2 separate regions of the Mus musculus genome follow, and region 2 is linked to region 1. A link is a contact called in public HiChIP or PLAC-seq data. All regions are on one chromosome and are shown on one strand. Each heading gives the region's core, a stretch centred on a gene start, on an enhancer-like site or on the middle of the called end of the contact. The rest is flanking DNA. Distances are from core to core; before and after follow the strand shown. Region 1 holds the start of Cdpf1 (cysteine rich, DPF motif domain containing 1). Region 2 overlaps Gramd4 (GRAM domain containing 4).

Region 1 (6,231 bases), core at 807-3,306:
TCTTATGTACGTTTGTATAAGTAACCACAGCTGCAGTGAACTCATGAGGCCAACGGCCATGACACTCCCAGAACACGGCACTGTATAAACGCCCCACCCGTTCTGCTGAGAGGTTCCTTGAGCCCCACTGGGGGTGGGGATGATAAGGATGTCCCACTGAGAGCTGAGCACTCAGTAGTCCAGCTGTTTTGTGTTGTGCTGAACTCTGCTAATGGCTTCGTTATAGAATCCCTCTTGCTGCTCAAATCGCAAGCTCATCTGGCACTTGCTTGGATCAGACAGTAGTGGGCACACGGAGATTCTGCCCCTCTTCTGTAAGAGGGTTTTATTCCCTATTTGATACAGTGCTTGCCACTGTCTGGGAGATTTGGAGATAGATGCATCTGGAAGAACTCTAAGACAACATCTTAAGGAGTAAGGAGTGGATCTTGAGTGGGTGGAAAAACATTCCCAGAAGCTGTAAGACTGTTGAAAGGAAATTCCCCCCAGGGGGGCTGGAGAGATGGCTCAGACATTAAAGAGCACCAGGGTTCCTGAGCTGAATTCCCAGCAACTACATGGTGGCTCACAATCATCTATAATGGGATCTGATGCCCTCTTCTGATGTGTGTGAAGCAAGTGACAGTGTACTCATATAACAAACAAACAAATCTAAAAGAAAGGAAGAGAGAAAGGAAGGAAGAAAGAGAGAAAGAGAGAGAGAAAGAAAGAAAGAAAGAAAGAAAGAAAGAAAGAAGAAAAGAAAAGAAAGCCCACACCGTTAAAGGCAGGCTATGTCCCTATGAGTTGCTAGCTAAGAAAACCCTTTAAGTCCCAGAAACTAGAAAGGCAATTTCCACTATTGTTGTCTGCATGCCAAAATTAAATGAAAATACTTATATATTGCAGGATATGGAGAAGTCAGGCTAAAACTGCTGAGGGAGTCCAGGCTGCTGAGGGAGAATTATTGCCAAGGATCCTACTTAGTTATGGATTCTATTATGTCACTGTGCCAGGCAAAGTATGTCTCCTGGTGCAATAGTGGTAAGCCAGTACTGATGTTGACAACACTTTCTGGTTGGATTTGAGGCTTCACAGGAGGGAACCTATGTTTGGCCTTATAAACCTGTGCAAAAACTTGTGGCTGGTGGTCATAGGCTCCAGTGGGGACAGTACTGTAATTGTTTTGTTAAATGAACAGACATTCCTTCTAAATACTTGTATTTCTTACCCATAGATTACTGCTGCTATCTGCCTCAGGTGTGGAGGAAATTTCATCTTGACAAACTGTGGTAGTTACTGAGGAGACTCAAAACCAGTTAAATAACTGTGAACCAATGCCTACCCCCATGGCATAGTGGTCCAATGCCCAGCCAGAATGTAAGAAAAGAATTAGATTTCTATGTAACTCCTTCCAAGGTTCAGGGAACATTAGCCAGGAGGGGTAAATAAGAGTCACAAGAAGAAGTTAAGTGTTATATAGGCTTTTCTTGTAGATGGAAACATTCCCTCCTGGAGGCAGATCAGGACGTACAAGAATCAGAAAGCTCACTAAACTTAACTAAGTTAAGAATATCCATAAAGCCCCTTTCCCAAAACCGTGAGCAACTGCTGCAGGAGATAGGTGGAACTACTTCCAAATCGTGCAAAGTCCCAGAGACAGCTCGTAGGCCATCACTCCCACTGGGTAGACTTTTCAACGTTGCAGTTGCCTGAGTCCCTTCTCCCAGAAAATAACCCCAGTACATTCATTGGTGCACCAGGCAAGATTTAGGTAGAATATGTTTTTTTTTTCTGAAGCCCAGAGAGCTCTCCAGCCGCGACCCACAATCACTATAAGCTAGCAGCGGAAACGGAAGCGACAGTAAAGCTCTACCCCGGCAAGGACGCTCTTTTGGCTTTTCTTGCTTAAGGAGGCTGGGACAGAGTGGAGTTGCTTAGGCGCCATGAGGCAAACCGGGGGAAACCGGTAGTGTGGCGGAGCTTCAGCGGGTGATGAGATTGGGCTGCACAAATGCCATGGATCGAGGGCGGAGCCTCAGAGGAGCTAGGGCGGAGCCGCGCAGGCGCAGTGAGGCGGAACTAGTACTGTGGGCGGGCCACGCAGGCGCTCTGGGGGTCCCGGAGGGGAGGTGGTGAGTTTGCGGGGCAGTGTGCTGCAGGAACGCGCGTGGCTAGCTGGAAATGTCCCCTCTGTGTTCCGGCTCGCTGGATCTGTCCTCGGTGCCTCTGGAAGCCGAGGGGTGGGGGTGGGGGAGGCGTTAGACACCCAGCACGGGGAGGGCTGTGCGCGGGTGGCTCGGACCGTGGTGTATATGGTCGCCAGGCGGAGCCCTGTTGACCTGGGGAGACTCAGAGCGGGAGGAGGAGGCTCTGGCGGAGTCCCACTATCCTGGGACTGTCTCCTGACTGTCACCTGCTGCAAGGGCAGCGCGCCCAGCAGCCTCGGCGAGGGCCTGTGACGTGCGAATTAAGATACCACTAGCTAGGTTCGCGCACACCCAAAATAGAATTTCCGTTTTAGACGTCAGTCGGGACATCTGTCAGTTTCCAAGGCGCACATATGCTCCTTTCTGGCTCCAAAGCTCGGTTCTGTAGGACGCAAAGGGTTAGAGGCGGGCGCGCAGCTGGGGCTGGAGCTGGGGATGGGAACTTTGAAAGGCTAGTAGGAATTCCGATACAGCTCGATACAAATCCAAGAATCGCGTTTTCTCGAACTCATCAGACAGCTGCTGTTGCCATCAGACCACTGACCCAGCAATTTACGGAGAGGCGGGGCCTCCAAGGCCTTGAATATAGAAGTGCCATCAAACAGTTAAGAATGCAGCCTTATCAAGTGGACTAGGATACACCTCCCCACCCCAACCTCCTGGTGAGCCAATAGAAACACCCACCGTGGGCTTTTTTCCAGCATGCCCTGGGTGCTGATGGGTAAGACGAAGGACAGAACTGAAGTCTTTATAACTTTCCTGTAAACTGACCTGGGAAAGGCTGTGATTGCTGTATAAATTCATCTGCCTGGATCTTTCAAGGGGACCAAAGTTTCAGACTAACTTTGGTAGGGCAGGAAAGTATGCTCTATGGCAAGAGCAGATTCTTGCGTCCAGTGAAGGGAGGCGGCAGGAGGCACGTGAATCTGTCCTTAAATAGTATCAGAGAGGCCAGTACACCTAAGCACAAGTAAATGCGTAGCCAGTGTAGCAGAAGAACAGGAAAGGCAAACCCACTTCACTTACTGGGTTGATTCAGCACCAAGCAGCACAAGCCAAGCATACGTGTCCACAATGCTGCCTTTACCTTTACCACCTTACCAACAAACCCCAGTTTATAACTCAGATTGAGACCACAAGGAAGAGCAAAGAAACAGCTTTGCTGCCAAGGACCAAAATAGGCACAGAGCCACACACAGTGGAGATGTTAGATAGACCTATCAGATGGGGGGCGTTTAAAGCAAGCACAGTTAAGATGTTGAATGTGCTAGTGGAGAAGATGTATATACCATGCATATATGGATGGTGATTTCAGCAGATAAATAGTAGTGGGAAAAACAGGAAGAATGCCTTCAAGGGGCCTGCCAGCTGATGTGACTGAAGCCACTGAACTTGAAGGTAGTCTATAGAAATTATCCAAAATGGGGCTGGTGAGATGGTCTGACAGGTAGAGGTGACTGCTGCCAAGCCTGACCTGAATTTGATCTCAGATCCCACACGGTGAAAGGTGAGAACTGACTCCACGTTGGTAGTGTGGCACATTGCATACCTATGCAAAATCAGTCAATAAAAATATAATTAAAGGGCTGGAGAGACGGCTCAGCAGGTAAGAGCACTGACTGCTCTTCTGAAGGTCCTGAGTTCAAATCCCAGCAACCACATGGTGGTTCACAGCCATCCATAATGAGATCTGATGCCCTCTTCTGGTGTGTCTGAAGACAGCTATAATGTACTTATTTATAATAATAAATATTATTAATACAATAATATATTTATTATAATTATATATTAAACAATAATATAAATAAATCATATATATTTATATAATTAAAAAGTATGGCTAGCAGGATGGCTCAGGGGTTAAAGACATTTTAAAGCTGATGACCCAAGATTAATCCCCAGGACCTACATTGTAGAACGAAAGAATTTCTGCAAATTGTCTTCTGACCGATTCATGAATTTCATGAATGCACCACCCTCTTCCCAAATAAAATCTAGTTTAAGTCTGTGGGGATGTAAAATCATACTCTCATGTCACTGTAGCCCAGGCTGGGCACAGTCATTCCTGTGCACTTAGCAATCCCAGGCCACACTGACCAGGTGTTACCTGCTCCGAGCTTGCGCTTCCCAGTTAGGTAGGCTCACGCTTAGGTGAGTGAGCGATGAACAGCAGTCAGAGAGAAAAAGTGCAGTGGTTCTTCGGTTCTGATGGTGACACCCCTATCTCTTGATCTTGCAGATGGCATCTGAGACAGAGCCCCGCCCCCTGGGCACGTTTGAGTGCCAGCTTTGTGCCTTATCAGCTCCTTACAGCTATGTGGGGCAGAAGCCCCCAGACACCCAGGCTGTTGTGTGAGTATTCGTCCTGAGCCAGTGTGCGGGAGACTCTGTGCAGTGTTACTCGGCAGGCGCTATGTGGAGTGTGACACCTGGTTTGAGTGTTGTACTTTAGACGGGTCCTTGTCCTTGTTCTGGATGCCTCAGGTATATCCCAAGGAAGCCCCAGGCAAGGCTGGATATCTTTTTAACTCTTCTTCGAGGACTCTCTGCCCTCCCTGTGGCTGCAGCTGAGAGTTAAGGACTTGTTCTATGAATGAGGTGGAAGCCTTATGGCCTGGGCCAAATAGCAATGGAGGAACTTGGTGGCTTTTTCATGTGGGGCTGTGTCCTCTGCTGTCCCTGCTGGTGATACTTCTGGGCTGGGTGGGTACCCAGTGGTTCCTAAGGACCAACTTCTCAAGGGTCTGATTCCTGTAGGTCGGGAGCAGAGATGGTTACAAGCTTTGTTTATTGGATTGTGGCTCAGCCTTCGTGAAGCATCACGTGAGAAAGCCGGCTGGTCTGGGCCTCGTGACACAGCAGCAGGGGACCAGGCTCAATTCCTTTACTCCCTGGATTATGCCCTTCAGTTGCTCTCATTCTGATGTGTGTGGGACAGAAAAGACTGTCCCACGCTGACCTCAGGAGGCCACCTAGTGGATCCTGCTTGCTCTGGGGTTCACTGAGAGGCTTGCACTGAACACTGAACCTCGCAGAGCTGAGGCTGGGTCACCTTTCAGTTCTCACCAGTCAGTAGTCCTCCGGCCTTTCTGCCATTACCTTACTGTGCAGGGGAAACTAGTTCACATCTGCTGAGACTCCTGCTGCTGTTGCAGCCCTACCACGGCTCACAATTGCATGTCCCTTCTCCCTGCAGCCTCCTGGAGGAGAGCTACATCATGAAAGACCCCTTCTCCTCAGACAAGGCCAGGTTTCTGGTCCTCGGCTCTCGGTGCAGTGTGTGCAGCAGGCTGGTGTGTGTGGGCCCGGTGGGTACACCTGGGGACTTCCTGTTTTTTGTTTTGCCCTCCCCCCAACCCCCTGCCGCAGATCTGGGAACTTCCTGATCACCAGGTGGAGAGATGTGGGGGTTCTTAGATGACCTCCTTTGGGACACAAGCACAAAGGAAAGGGGCCAGTGAGGGCAGCTAGAGGGTCTCAGCCCCGAGTGAGTAAAAAGACTTTAAGCAGTTGGGCCTCAGATTAGCCCAGGGATCTGAGAATGCCCGAGCACCTGCTGCAGGTACAGTGCACACAAGTGGGGCTCACCACAGGTGGTGCCCAACAACTGTCACTTCTTTTTGCTGTCTGGCTGATGTACGGGATGGCAGGAACCTTGGGTCCCACTAGCCGGAGGGAAGACTATGGAGGGAGCGTTTGAGGTCAATAGGAAAGGTGGTGGGCTCTGATGGGCCTCAAGTGCCACTGCTTGGGTTTGGGCTGTAGTTGGCAAGCAGAAGTAGTAGGGGTTGCCCCAAGAATAGTAGGCATCTTCCCCTTTCTTGGATTAAACAATACATTGTTAGTGATGTTATCGTCATCTCAAGGGGCTGCTCCTCAGAACTTCAGCTGGGATGGCTACCCTGCCAGCCCTGGGTGCACCTTCCTGGCTCAGGTTGCTGCCTCTGTCCTCGGCACCTGTGGGGGTTTGCCTGGGAGAGGCATTGCTGAGGCCCTCCGAGTTCCAGCCCTCTTCTCACTTACAGGACTGCAGCCTGTTCTA
Region 2 (6,255 bases), core at 2,924-5,423, 270 kb before region 1:
CAAAGGCAGCCCAGCATCAAGCCTGCCCCGACCTGAATGGGAGCATGGGAGGCCGACTACCACGGGCGTTCAGGCTCCCCGCCTCCTGCCCAGCTTCGCACACAGGGTCCTGTTGAGCTGTTCACACGGGCACTGAAGGGAAAACCAGGATATGTAGATTTCCCCCCAAGTAAGGGGAACCAGGAGGCCTCCTCCCAGCCCCACTGTTCTCCTTTGGGTCTCCCCTAGGACCCTTAAAAAGGTGAACTCTTCAAGCTTCAGAGGGGAAGGACCAAAACCTAAGCTACCAGAGTTAGCTTCTGACTTTGCCAGCAAACATGCCCCAGACACCTACATCTGCCACACCCATGTAAGCATCCCCTGCCGGCTGGAACCCTCCCCAGGGTGACCACATGTCAACAAGAGGTACAAAAACCCTATTTGCAGATGAACATGAACTCGGAGGACACTGTTCAACTCCATACAACCTGATTTATAGAGGAGGATGCCTGGGCCAAGGCCGCCTGGGGCTCCCCACCCTCCAGGGCTGGGCCTCCATGATGAAAGCGGGGCATCGCCCACCAAGCCAACACTGTGTTTGAGCCTTGCCTGCAGCCTTGATTGCAGCTGTGTATATATATATATATATATGTATGTATGTATATATATATATATATAAAATCTCCTCCACGGACTTCTCCAGGCCTCCCCGTGTCCAACTGACCACTGTCCCCAGGCCATGGAAAGAAGTGACTCACCAGTCTGTAGCCTGGCTGCTATGCCCACAGCAGGTCCTTTGCCTGCATCCACGGGAGCCCTGTACACCCCCAGCACCCTGCCCCACCCCCACCAGAACTCTCTGTAGCTACCTCACATCTTTCCCCCTTGTGCTGTCAAGGTCTGTGTGGTGGCCCTTCCTGAGAGGGGACAATTCCTTTGCTGGTTCCCTTGGTGCCACTGGGTCCTCACGTGGGCGCTGCGCTCCTCCTCAGACATCTCCCTGGGCTATCCCAGGCTCTGCTGCCTTGACCAACTAACATGGAGGGGAGTGTGTTTCTCTCTCCGGATCAAGACTGCGCCATATAAGCAGGTGTCACCAGGAACTCAGTGCCCCCCAGTAAGTCATAGACTCCCTCGAGGCAGGGACAGACACGCAGATGAGTGCGATCCACCATGCCATCAGCCGTGAGGTCGGTTGGACCATCACTGTACCTCTGTCTGGAAGGAGGCTTGCTTAAACACACTCCCAGCTACAACTGGTCAGGGGCACGTTTCAAGGACACAGTGACTGTCAGGCTCAGAGCTGGTGTGGCACCAAAGGCTCCGAGTGGGTGGTGCCGGCTACCCAGGTTTTGAGGATCCGGGATCTGCAGGCCCTAGCAGGGCAGGACAGTGGGTGCTCTCTGCTCTCCAGGCTCCCCCAGCTCAGGTGGCCTGCTGCCAGTCTCCCAGCCCCTTTCTGCAAATGTGCCCTGGAGTGCCACCGCACACAGCGCTGGAAAGCCAGCTGAATGGCTCCCAGACACACAAAGGAGTCAGTGTGTGAGAAACCCCGGACTTGGGAACCACAAAGGGCTTTATTTCCCTTTCTAAGCTCAAGACTTAAAAAAATAAAAAAAATCAAAGCGGCTGCCAGCCTTAGCCCTGGGCCCAGGGATAGCACTGGCTCACCTTCCCTCAGCCGAAAACTCCCCTTTGAATTCAAAGTTGGACTTAGGAGACACACCAGCCTGTAACCCACGACCCACAAGCTGAAACACAGCTTCGGTCTTCAGCCCTCCTCATCGGGTAGCTCTCCCACAGATCCCCAGATAAGCCACATCCTCTTTCCCACTGGACGTTAACCCCTGCTCCTGCCTCACAATCCCACGGGTCCCCAGCTGCCAAGCAAAACTGAGCTGCCTGGCCCTTGGCCAAAGCCGTCTTCTTGGGAAGGTGGCCCCTAAGCCTCAAGGACATGAAGGGGGTTAGCCTTCCCATGGTCAGGCGGCCACATCAGAAGATGTTGTGAAACTCTATCCCCTGGGTGGAGCCTTCATTATCATCTTCAGCAGAGTGGCTGGGAGGACTTGCAAGAGACCCTTCGCTCACCTTCCCTCTCAGAAGAAGGTGGAGAGGGTCACTTGAGTGACCCTCTCTGCACACATCTCTAGCTGTAAGTGATTCTGCCCAAGCAGCACGTGATCCTGTAGTCTGTGGCCGCGTATACAAAGTAAGGATGCTTAACTGAGAGGAAAACTCCTTTTATGCAGCCATGGAGAAACAGCCATCCATCTATGCTGGGTTCAATTCCTAACACCCACACTGTAACTGCAGTCCTGGGAGGATCGAACGCCCTCTTCTGGCTTCTAGAGGCACTGCAGGGACAGGGTGAATGGATATCTATACAGGTAAAAACACTCATACACAGAAAATTAAAGCAATGATAAGACCAAGCACAAAATGCCTCTGCTTGTATTCAAGCTTCTGGCTCACGGGTACTTTTTGGTGACATGTTCCCTTGGAGGTCACCCACATACCCTTGCAGGCAGCGCCCCTCCCCCACACTCTCCAAGTAAGACCAATAAACGCATCGGTTCACCAGATTGGACTTTGGTGGAATTGTTATTCTGATGTGTTGTTGGTGGCCTATCTGGTGTGAGCAGCTATTCGTCTATGTCTCTTCAAGAAAAGCCGTGCAGCAGCTGGAAGGGAGGGGTTGGAGCGTCAGTGGATTCCGAGGCTTTGCATGATGAATGGGGTAAAGAGCAGGAGACGCAGGTTCTAATCCATATCCCAACCCTACCTCCAGCTTGCTGACTGCCCCTGCAGTGGCAGACACAAGCACCCTAACACACACACACACACACACACACACACACACACACACACACACATACAAAGCTACCAACCAACCCATCTCCCTAGACCAATAAGCATCCCCAGGGCCTAAGGTATTACCAAAAATCCTGTCTGTACGCTCCCCTCTGGCCACTGTCTCTGCAGTACCAGGTCTGGGATGTTGGCTCAGACCTGAGAGTGTCCAGGTCTGCCAAAGCTCTAGGGGCACCTGGGAGCCACCTCCTGCACCCTAGGTCCACACCATGGTCCTGTAACCTGGGCAACTGGGGGCCCTGAATGTTAAGCTGGCTGTGTTGTAGGAGATGCGTCACTGTGGGCAGGGGTTGAGATTTCAAAAGCCCGTAACATGTAGAGGTGGTGGTGCATGCCTTTTATCCCAGCACTTGGGATCTCTGTGAGTTCGAAGCCAGCCTGGTTTACATACTGAGTTCCAGGACAGACAGAGCTACATAGTGAGACCCTGTCTCAAAAAAAACAAAACACCTAAAACAAAACAACACACACACACACAAGCACACTATTCACAGTTAGCTCTCACTACCTAGGATCAAGACGTACGCTCTCAGCTCCTGCTTCAAGGCCATCCTGCCTGCCAGCTGCCATGTTCCCCCACCATGATGCTCATGAACCAACCCTCTAAAACCAGGAGCTCCAAATACAATGTTTTCTTTCATGAGTTCCTTTGATCATGGCGTTTGTCACAGAAAATAAAAAGTGGCTAAGACAGAATTATGCTTATGCTGCTTCTTGAGGATCAGGGATGAATCTTACCATCCTGTGCCTCCAGTACCAATGTAGGGACAGGGCCACGTCTGCAAATCCCCTAGCAGTGGGCAAACAGAAGCTAGGTTTGATCACCTTCTACTGGATTGGCCCCAGCCATGTGGTGAGGTGGCAGGGACAGCCTGAAGCCCGCAACCTTGGCTGTGTGATTTCAGTCACACGACTTCCCCATGCCCTCGGTTCTTCTGCTAGAAGATATAGTGAGTCCCTAACTTACATGGCTGTAGAGGGTGACCTGACCCAGCACCAGAAGGACCCCAGCACCAGTAGGGACAGTAAGTAGCAAAGACAAAGATCTACTTTCCAGGAGGAGACACAAGTATCTTTAGCTCCCCCCGTAAATCTCCGTCACAAAGCCACTGGGCACTACGGTGGCCCTCCCATCTAGCAGGGGATGGAAGAGAGAAGAGGTGGTTCTGAGACTATACTAAGTGTCTCCAGGAGCTTCCGAGCAGCCTTGGTAGGGGGGAGGGGAGGAGACACAGACCAGGCATCAGGACAGAGGGATTCTGACACTCAAAGTATAACTGTGTTTGAGGGCAGGGAGCAGGGGGCCATTTTAAGGAAGCAAAGCTTCTCCAGCCAGCCACAAGCCACCAAGGTCTTTGTCCCCTCCTGCAGGAAACCCTCTGCACTCTGTCACCGGGTCCCTCAGTAGCTCTTCAGGTTTAAGGCTGAAGTGAGTTCCTAGAGCCAACCAGTCCTGGCTGCCTCGAATATATTCAATCCCTGCCCACATGAAGGCCATCTCCAGGTGACCTGGCCTCTGTCCAGGCTCACTCCACAGAACCCCAGACAGATGCACCATGACTACAGCACACTTAGAGATCCCAGCACCTCCCCCAGGCCCCTACAGTTCCTGAAACAGAGAGAACCTCCTTCCTCGGACCTGCGGTGACCACAACCCTCACTGGCAATGTCAGCAAAGCAGTCACGGTTGGAATGTTGTTGACAAGCAGAGTCACTCCAGGACTTCTATCCTCAAGCCAGCAGGCCACCACCTCATTTGTTGGCCCCTTTCTTAATCGATGAGAAATGGAACAAGCTCTGCAACCACCCATCCCCATCCTACCCGCAACACATACCAGGTCTCCCTTAGTTCCGGTCACCACTGAGGGTTGCTACTGCTGATCTGACTGATAGTTGGGGGAAAATGAGGCCTGGGAAGGCAGGCAGGGTAAGAGGTAAGACAGCAGCAATACACATTGATTCCAACATACTCCAGAGCTCCGAGCCCAGCCGTCCTTCACAGTGTAATTTAGCCCGCAGGACCCTCTGCCTTTGAGACTGAGTGGGGAATCTAACAGAGTAGCCACACACAGCTTCATTTAAGAAAACGAAGCTTGCAGGGAAAACCCTGTATTCCAGCAGGTAACTGAGCAAAACCCTCTATTACATAAGTGACTGCTCAGCAACGAGAAACCCACGCAAGAACTCCTCACTGGCAAAGCACCCTTTCCCCAGCTCCAGCCATCCTCAGAGCAGCCAGGACGCATGGAACCCATGGGACATTGGCAAGGAGAAGCCCTCTGCAGTTCCCGGATACAACCTGTCTCCCTGCCATGGCCCCGGCCCACATTCCAGAAAGCACAATGTGGCACCATCCTTGATCTGAAAGCATGCAGCCTGCTGCGGGGACAGGGCTCCGCAGATGGTGCTACGGGAAGCCCGTTGGCCACGTGGGATGGGGGCCATCTAGTCCCTGTCCAACTGCCTGACACAATGCCAACAGGCATGGTTGTGTGCCAACAAGCATTTACAAAACCCAGCGGAAACAGGTAGCTATACATACCTTCCATCCTAGATCAATGCATCTGTGAAGAGAAAGAACTCCCACAAGAGTCCTGGGAGTTACTGACCCATTAAATGGTTGGACAGGCCGGCAAGAACCTCAGCCCCATGACCAGCACTAGGGCTCAGCTTTCGGAGGCCCAGGGAACACATTACACCCGTTAAGAAAGGAGCAGGGCCAGGTGTGAACCACACAAACACAGGCCACACGGAGACAGAGGAATCCAGTAAGAACTCACACGCTGCCGCTCACCCTCGTATCCCACCTGAGAGGCAAGAGAACCTACAAGACCATCATCAGCTATAGGCATAGGGAGGAAAGCCAGCTGTGGAACAGTCACAGTGCCCGGCAGTGGCCAGGGCTGTCCCTTGTCCTCCCAGCCAAGCACACAGTACAGAAGATGTCATAAGGTCCACATCAGCCCCAAACAGGACAGTCACTTAAGAGTTCAATCAGAGGCAAGTCTACCTAGGATCGACCAGTGCCTTCTCACAGATCAGCTGACTCTTCTACTCATGGCGGCAAGCATGTCTGTCGGGCACCTTATAACCAAGGAGGCCCATAAGGACACCGGATCAAGTGCTACCGCGCAGAGACTCCAGGTCTCATTCCCAGACCCCTGCATAGGCTCTTCCATGTCCCCAGGGCACCACTAACAGGGAAACTGGACCCAGTGGCTTCACAGCATGGAACTCCCCGGGTATGTGATGAATCTGAAGCACTCCCTCCTACAGGGTGGAGGGAGGTCCCTGAAGCTACTCAAACTTACTCACAGAGGTCAAAAGTCAAAAGGCTTCACACGCGAGGCCCAGAAAAGCAACCCTTTCGGAGGAGTGGAGACTTTTCCAGCTGGCCGAGCT

What was found. HiChIP or PLAC-seq counts read pairs in DNA pulled down with a chosen protein or histone mark.
Region 2: an HNF4G HiChIP or PLAC-seq map of pancreatic cancer cells shows a contact between it and region 1. The contact joins the enhancer-like site here to the promoter of Cdpf1 in region 1. A contact is called at or near these places in 5 of 39 promoter capture datasets (the C10 cell line, cranial neural crest, hematopoietic stem and progenitor cells and 2 more), 1 of 484 Hi-C or Micro-C datasets (nephron progenitors), 2 of 115 datasets of contacts at active chromatin or transcription factors (double positive thymocytes and pancreatic cancer cells) and 3 of 9 other capture datasets (adipose tissue, liver and pancreatic islet).

The regions. Positions count from the first base shown.
Region 1 is chr15:85,807,522-85,813,752 of GRCm38.p6, reverse strand. Cdpf1 (cysteine rich, DPF motif domain containing 1) reads left to right here and starts at 2,056. Exons shown (of 5, transcript NM_197998.2): 1 at 2,056-2,114; 2 at 2,705-2,851; 3 at 4,429-4,541; 4 at 5,386-5,497; 5 at 6,215-6,231. The coding sequence starts at 4,429.
Region 2 is chr15:86,081,674-86,087,928 of GRCm38.p6, reverse strand. All of the region lies in intron 1 of Gramd4 (GRAM domain containing 4), which reads right to left. It overlaps Gm15722 (a long non-coding RNA gene), which reads left to right. Exons shown (of 2, transcript XR_875535.3): 2 at 1-2,564. Among named protein-coding and RNA genes, the nearest start is that of Gm15722, 6.5 kb to the left of the region's middle. Within about 2 kb of position 4,173, at least 58 of the 459 cell types and tissues checked have an H3K27ac peak or open chromatin away from gene starts, as enhancers often do. A contact at or near this core is called in hematopoietic stem and progenitor cells and pancreatic cancer cells, where this site is marked.